Linked DNA regions of Zea mays: region 2 is linked to region 1. The links are chromatin contacts, called in public Hi-C maps. All regions are on one chromosome and are shown on one strand. Each heading gives the region's core, a stretch centred on a gene start, on an enhancer-like site or on the middle of the called end of the contact. The rest is flanking DNA. Distances are from core to core; before and after follow the strand shown. Region 1 holds the start of LOC100192979. Region 2 holds the start of LOC100383891.

Region 1 (3,348 bases), core at 432-2,931:
GAAGACGACGAACTCCGCTTCGCCCGACCCCAGGGCTCGGACTCAGCTCTGGCCTCAGTCGACGGTCTCTGCCTCGCTCGACCCAGGGGCTCGGACTCGACCTCGGCCTCGGAAGACAGACTCGACCCCGACCTCGGAGGAGCCTCCACATCGCCCAACCTAGGGCACGGACCGAGCACGTCAACAGGAGGCGCCATCATTACCCTACCCCAAGCTGACTCAAGCTACGGGGAACAAGACCGGCGTCCCATCTGGCTCGCTCCGCCAGACAAGTAATGATGGCGCCCCGCACGCTCTATGACGACGGCGGCTCTCAGCCCCCTTACGGAAGCAAGAGGACGTCAGCAAAGACTCGACAGCCCCGACAGCTGTCCTTCCGCCAGGCTCCAGCGCTCCTCCGACGGCCACGACACCACACGAACTAGGTGCCAAAACCTCTCCGACTGCCACGATGGCATGTACTTAGGGCGCTAGCTCTCCTCCGCTAGACACGTTAGCACACTGCTACACCCCCCATTGTACACCTGGATCCTCTCCTTGCGCCTATAAAAGGAAGGACCAGGGCCCTCTTACAGAGGGTTGGCCGCGCGGGGAAAGGACAAGACAGGCGCTCGCGTGAGGCCGCTCGCTCCCTCCCGCGTGGACGCTTGTAACCCCCTACTGCAAGCGCACCCGACCTGGGCGCGGGACTAGCACGAAGGCCGCGGGATTTCCACCTCTCACGCCCGTCTCCCTCCGGCTGCCTTCCCCCCTTCGCGCTCCGTCTCGCGCCGACCCATCTGGGCTGGGGCGCGGCGACAATTCACTCGTCGGCCCAGTGACCCCCCGGTCTCAAAACACCGACAAAAAGATTGACCTTGTGAGGCTAAATAGCGACAATCTACGACTCTACCATAAAAACTCCTCGTCGTATCTCTAGGCAGCTGAACAATTAGGGGTTGATAAGCAACCAACCAAAAGATCACCTCTTCAATAACATCTACAACTTCTTGCACATGACCTGGCTAAATGGAAAAGATGATGCTATGTTGCTTAAAACAATTAAGGAGAGCTTCTGCAATAAGTCCGATGATACAAACAATAAAATCGTTTGAGATTAAAGCCAAACAAACAACCTGAAATGTTAAAACCAGCCAAAAAAAATCATGAGTGCGAAAATCCTCGTGGATTTTGATAGGAAACGGGTGATACCATCGTGTATAGAATCCACTCTGTCCCTACCTACATCTAGTGCTGGCGTCCACAACGCATAGGGCAGACCGGCAGAGGCACGCCCCTTGCTAGTCGGGAGGGACCACCACAAAACCTCCCGCCGCCCCACGGAACACGGGAAGAGAGAGAGAGAGAGGAGCAAAGTCAGCAAACGGTGCAGTGTCGAACGCAAGGGCGGCGAGTAGTAACAACAGCACGAGCAGCGGCGAGCGGGCGAGAGCGCCACCAGGCACCAGCAGACCCCTCTTGTCTCTCTCACCACGCTTCCTCTCCCTCGTTGCTTTACTACGCCTTCTCTCCTTTGTCTCTTCCCTCCTTTTTCACCCGGCGACGTCGAGCGAGAACGGCCGGGCCCCAAAAGAGGCCGCATTCTTGGTGCTTTCTGAACCTTCTTTACTTTGTCCTCAAATGGCCTCCTCGCTCTCTTCACATCTCCCTTCACCATAGGCACAGGCACCTCTCCCCCCCTGCAAGCTCCTCCCTTTCTCGCCTCCTGATTCTTGCTCTGTCAGCCCAGAGGCAGAGCAAGCAAGCATCGGCGGCCATGGCGGCGCCAGGTCGAGCGGCGCTCCTGGCCGCCGCGCTCCTGTTCGGCACTTTCTTCCCATCCGCGTCCTCTGCGTCCTCGTACCCCGCAAGTGAGCTCCTTTCGCGGCCCCACCGTCTCGTTCGCTCTGCTTCATCCGCTGATTAAGTTTTGTTCCGCGTCGGGTGGCAGGGATTGCGGGCAGGCTCCTGTCCACCACGTCGTCGGCAGTGGCCAAGCAGCTGTGGTCGCTCAAATCGGCCGCCACCAAGACGGGTAATCGGCGACCCGTGGCGTCGTCATTTCCCTCTCCGATTCTCGGCTCATTCATTCGCTGTTTTCTCACCGGGTGTGCCTGCTCCTCCGGTGTCTGGCGGTGTCGGCGGCAGCGACGACGGCCGTGACGGGGCGGTCCATGGTGAGGTACGAGGGCGGGTACGCGGTGGACACGGTGTTCGACGGCAGCAAGCTGGGGATCGAGCCGCACGCCGTCGAGATCACCCCCGCCGGCAACCTCCTCGTGCTCGACTCCATCAACAGCAACATCTACAGGGTACAGCTGCCGTTGTCACCATGTGAGCACGCTCTGCCTCCGACCACTCCCTGCCCTTTTCAGGATTTTTCTGTCTTCATGGGATTCTGCTAAGTGTGCTGCTTCACTCGATGATGTGTGAGTAGTGACTAACGATTTCTGGGTGGTGGTTGGTAGGGACTGATGTTGCATGCAAACTTCATCAATAACTGTTCCTCGATTGTGAAATGCCTGTTATTTTCTTCATTGCTATAGTATGGGCAATATGAAATGATAGTTCTTTGCGACTTTCACTCCCCATGTTTGTGGAGTCATCGTTCTCGTTCAGGTTTTCTTTTTCTTCACTTCCCTTTGTTGATGATGCACTGGTTTACTTCCTGTTTCACACATCAGAAGTCGAGCAAATAGACCATGGTTTTTTTTTCACCAGGAAAAATATTTGCATGAATTGGTTGCCTGAAATTGTTAGCGATATCTCCTGTCTCATCTCGTGTCACTAAAATATAGGTGACACTTGGAAATTTCACACTGCAGCCTCACTATAAGCAACTGCTATGTCAGTCACACTCAAGATGACTTGTATTTTAGGATAGTGAAGTAGTCATTCATGTTTTTTTAGCATGAGCATGAGATGCTTCCCAGATTATTATATCCAAGCAATCCAATTCTGATGGATCTTCTGAAAATGGATCGAACAATGCAGATAGCAGACCAAAGCTCCTTGCTGGTTCTCCAAAAGGTTTATCTGGCCATGTGGATGGAAGACTGCGAGAAGCAAGGATGAACCATCCTAAAGGGTTCACTGTGGACGATAGGGGCAACATTTATGTTGCAGACGGCATGAACATGGCAATACGAAAAATCAGTGATACAGGTAAGCTAAAATGGCCCATTCTGAGGTAGTTCACATGGCATTGTCTGGTCCCCCAGTTCCCCTTCTGTTTGTTCTATGTTTTTTCATGGAGCTCCTCCTTTAGCACTTGTGCCCAAAATTGCATTCTGGACGAGGTAAGCTGTCAGTGTGCCTAAAAATTGTTTCTCCAGAAATTATTTAGTAATTGATACCTAGAGGAGATTG
Region 2 (3,348 bases), core at 375-2,874, 150 kb after region 1:
ATTCCTGATCCATAGAAAGATATAAGATTAGTGTATGCAAAAACAAATTCAGTGCAGTAAAAGTACTGATACTATACAATGTGGCAACAAACCTCCTCGGTAGGATAGTAAACAGGAGCCTCATCAAGAACAGGCCTACGTGCACCAGATGGATTCCATCTTGCAATAACCTGCATGATGTGATTTAACATAAGCAACAAAATACCACCTTTGTGGAGGCTATCAATCAATTTTCAGAATTACACAAACCTTTTGACAATTGGCACATTCTGGACATCCTCGAAGTACTCCTTTAGGGAATTGTTGTCTGTGTTTCACTGCATTTACACCCTATCCATAGAGTTGAGCAATATTGTGCGAAGCATTAACATCAGGACAAAATTCAACTGGTGAAGAAATAAGGATGATATAGTAAAGTGCAACCTTGTCTGCTACTTCAGCATCAGAATCTTCATCTGCAATCTGATCAAAGCGGCTATAATCTATTGGAGGTCTATTACGCAGTGATTTCCTACAGGTATTGCTCCCAGAAATACAGCAACCTGTGTCACTCTGGTGATCCACTGAACTGGATAGATATTCCAAAATTTCCACATCGTCGTCGATGCTCTGTAATGCTAAAACAGAACTAGAATGATCATCAGCAGGTTTAACATCGTTTTGGATTCCCCATGATGCCGAGGCAGCAAAAGGTCCAAATCCTGGAGGAATTGAGGGTTCAGGGTCCTCGGTGACTGTGGCTGCAATGCCTTCTATTCCCATCATTGCTAAAAACAAATGTAAGAGACTTTGATCAGCACAGTATGAAATGCATTACATCGCTGAATAGAATTGACCATACAAAAATGTGCTACAGCTACATATACTGATTCAAGCAACTTGCTGCAATAAATGCCATAAGATCAAAAGAACAAGCCCACACAGCAACAAAAGAGCATGGTCATGATCAAACAACCTAGTTCAACATCATGAGAACAGATCTGAAACAAGAGGTGGAAAGGAACTAAAGACCAGCATCTTAACACAGTTGCAAATCACATAGTACCCATCCCTAAATGTTTTGATGTATATTGCAACATGTCTTATAACCTATACTACTCATCACCAGGGTTCCAAAAAGCGGCACTAAGCGCACTGAAGCGCTAGGCGGACGGGTAATGCTTAGTTTGGGGCATAAGCGCTACCAAAGCGGTTCAGCCGCCTTGTTGGAGCAGCAGCTGCTGGCTCCCACTGCCCGCCGGGGCCGGGAGACAGCAGGGTCGCCGGCCGGTGTGCGGAGGACCGGAGGCGAGGGCGCGAGGCAGGAGGGGGAGCCTCTGACGCCGCCACCGAGTCCCCGCCGTCGCTAAGAGCCCGAGCCTGAGCGCCGCCGCCGCCGTTTGGGGCATAAGTAATCAAGCAACGCAAGCTGCTTCCCGGATGATCCAGGAGTGGATCTAGGGTTCGTTGGCCGTACTACGCGGTGCTGGTGGTGTCTAGTGACGATCGAGCCGTTCGGAGGAGGGGACGGGCACTGGGCGGTGAAGGAGGTACCTGAGAGCATGGAGGCGCAAGGCGGCGGTGGGAAGCAACCGGTGACGACGGATGAGGAAGAGGCGCGAGGCAGTCGGTTGTGTCCCCGAGATAGCTCGCGAGCCGGTCGGGAGTTGGGAGTCGGGAGTGACTCGGGAGCATAGCAGGGTTTTCAATCTCGTTTTAGCATAGATTCTCGCCGAAAACCAATCACCGAAATCCGGTAAAAACCGAACGGTACCAATTCTCAAATTTAAATCTATCGGCTTCCGGAAATCTCTTTCGAAAACCGTTGAAGATGAACGATTTTTTGCTGTAAAGGTTTTCAATCTCGTTTTAGCAAAGATTCTCGCCGAAAACCAATCACCGAAATCCGGTAAAAACTGAACGGTACCAATTCTCAAATTTAAATATATCGGCTTCCGGAAATCTCTTTCGAAAACCGCTGAAGATGAACGATTTTTTGCTGTAAAACCACAGATAAACGTTGTTGATAAAAAAACTGTGTATTCAATGTGCCATTAGCAAAACCTTCCTGTCACGTCACGTGACCCACTTATTGCTACTTGCTACAAATAAGATATCAAACCCGGATTTAGGGGTAAATTCAGGCGTGAATCAAATTTATGTTAGTATCAAGTCTCACACGTATAATGACTCATGATATAGAAATAAATGTCACATCTTTATTACTTAATAAAAAGTATGTATAAAATAACTAAATAATCTCTACTACTCTATAAGAACATAACGTAGACCGCGGTGCACGGTTCTGCCTCCTCACGGCGCATACGACCCACATATTAGTGTCTCCTTTCTTCCCCGTGCGCACCCTCTCTCCTCTACCCCTGCATCCGCATGGTCCTCGCCGCAATCCCCTCACCGATTAATGCCTTAGCCATGGAAGGAAAAAATCACCACAGAAGGAAGCACATCCTCTCGCCGCTATCCACGCCTCACAGCAATCCAGCACGCAGGAATCCCATTGTCGACGACGCGCAGGACCACTCATTGCCTAATCGTTCTTCTCATGCACCGCGGATGCCCCGCCCATATCCTGCTCGCCCCAAACGCAATCCACGTCTCGGCGCCATGGAAGGAATCGCAACTCAATCCCCTCATCGTCAACCAGCGCACAGTACCACCATCGGCCTGCATGCCATCGCAAGTGCAGGACCACCCCACCATCTCATTCTTCCCATTCTACGCGTCAGCCCCGCCTGGATCTTCCGATGCTCGAGTACTTCCCATTCTACGCGCCAGCCCCGCCCAGATCTTGCGATGCTCGAGTATGAGATGGAAGGCACCTCTCTGAGCGCTCAAATCTGAACACCACACCTCTCTGAAACACAAACATACTTGGTTTACAAAATAGAGAACTACTCGTGTGGCTGTTCATCTGACAATTTTAGGTTTGTGTTTCTAAGTTTTATATATGTTTCTTTTTCTCCAATTGACTGTAGCTTTATCATATGTGCACCCATTCCGTAAATAAATAGAGTTTTAGTTGTAGTTGAATCAATATTTGTGGGCAATGTGTCATGTGCGGCATTTTGTATATTGAGTGCACCACATGAGCTATTTTAGCACTTGTTAGATTTTTTATTTTTTAAAACATCAGTCACTCAAATCTGAACAACACACCTCTCTTCACAAACATTAATATGATATGCAGTATGCTATCCAAAGTTTTATCTAAAAATATATCAACCTGACCTCAATATTCATGGTTTCCCTTTATATGAAACTGTAGTTCATGTCAGATCACGATATTTATATGAAACTATAGACTTATCCAAATTTTCTGATGGTTCAAACTATGTCCTATATACCAGT

The links. Hi-C and Micro-C count contacts between places; a contact is called where the count stands out from the background.
Region 2: a contact with region 1 is called in a Hi-C map of leaf, with 3 times the contacts expected there. The contact joins the promoter of LOC100383891 here to the promoter of LOC100192979 in region 1. A contact is called at or near these places in 5 of 25 Hi-C or Micro-C datasets (bundle sheath, endosperm and leaf).

Annotation. Positions count from the first base shown.
Region 1 is chr6:127,195,216-127,198,563 of Zm-B73-REFERENCE-NAM-5.0, forward strand. LOC100192979 reads left to right here and starts at 1,682. Exons shown (of 7, transcript NM_001310329.1): 1 at 1,682-1,850; 2 at 1,931-2,014; 3 at 2,128-2,313; 4 at 2,974-3,144. The coding sequence starts at 1,757.
Region 2 is chr6:127,343,732-127,347,079 of Zm-B73-REFERENCE-NAM-5.0, forward strand. It overlaps LOC100383891, which reads right to left and starts at 1,625. Exons shown (of 12, transcript NM_001365895.1): 1 at 1,534-1,625; 2 at 424-767; 3 at 250-330; 4 at 93-170; 5 at 1-4. The coding sequence starts at 1,543.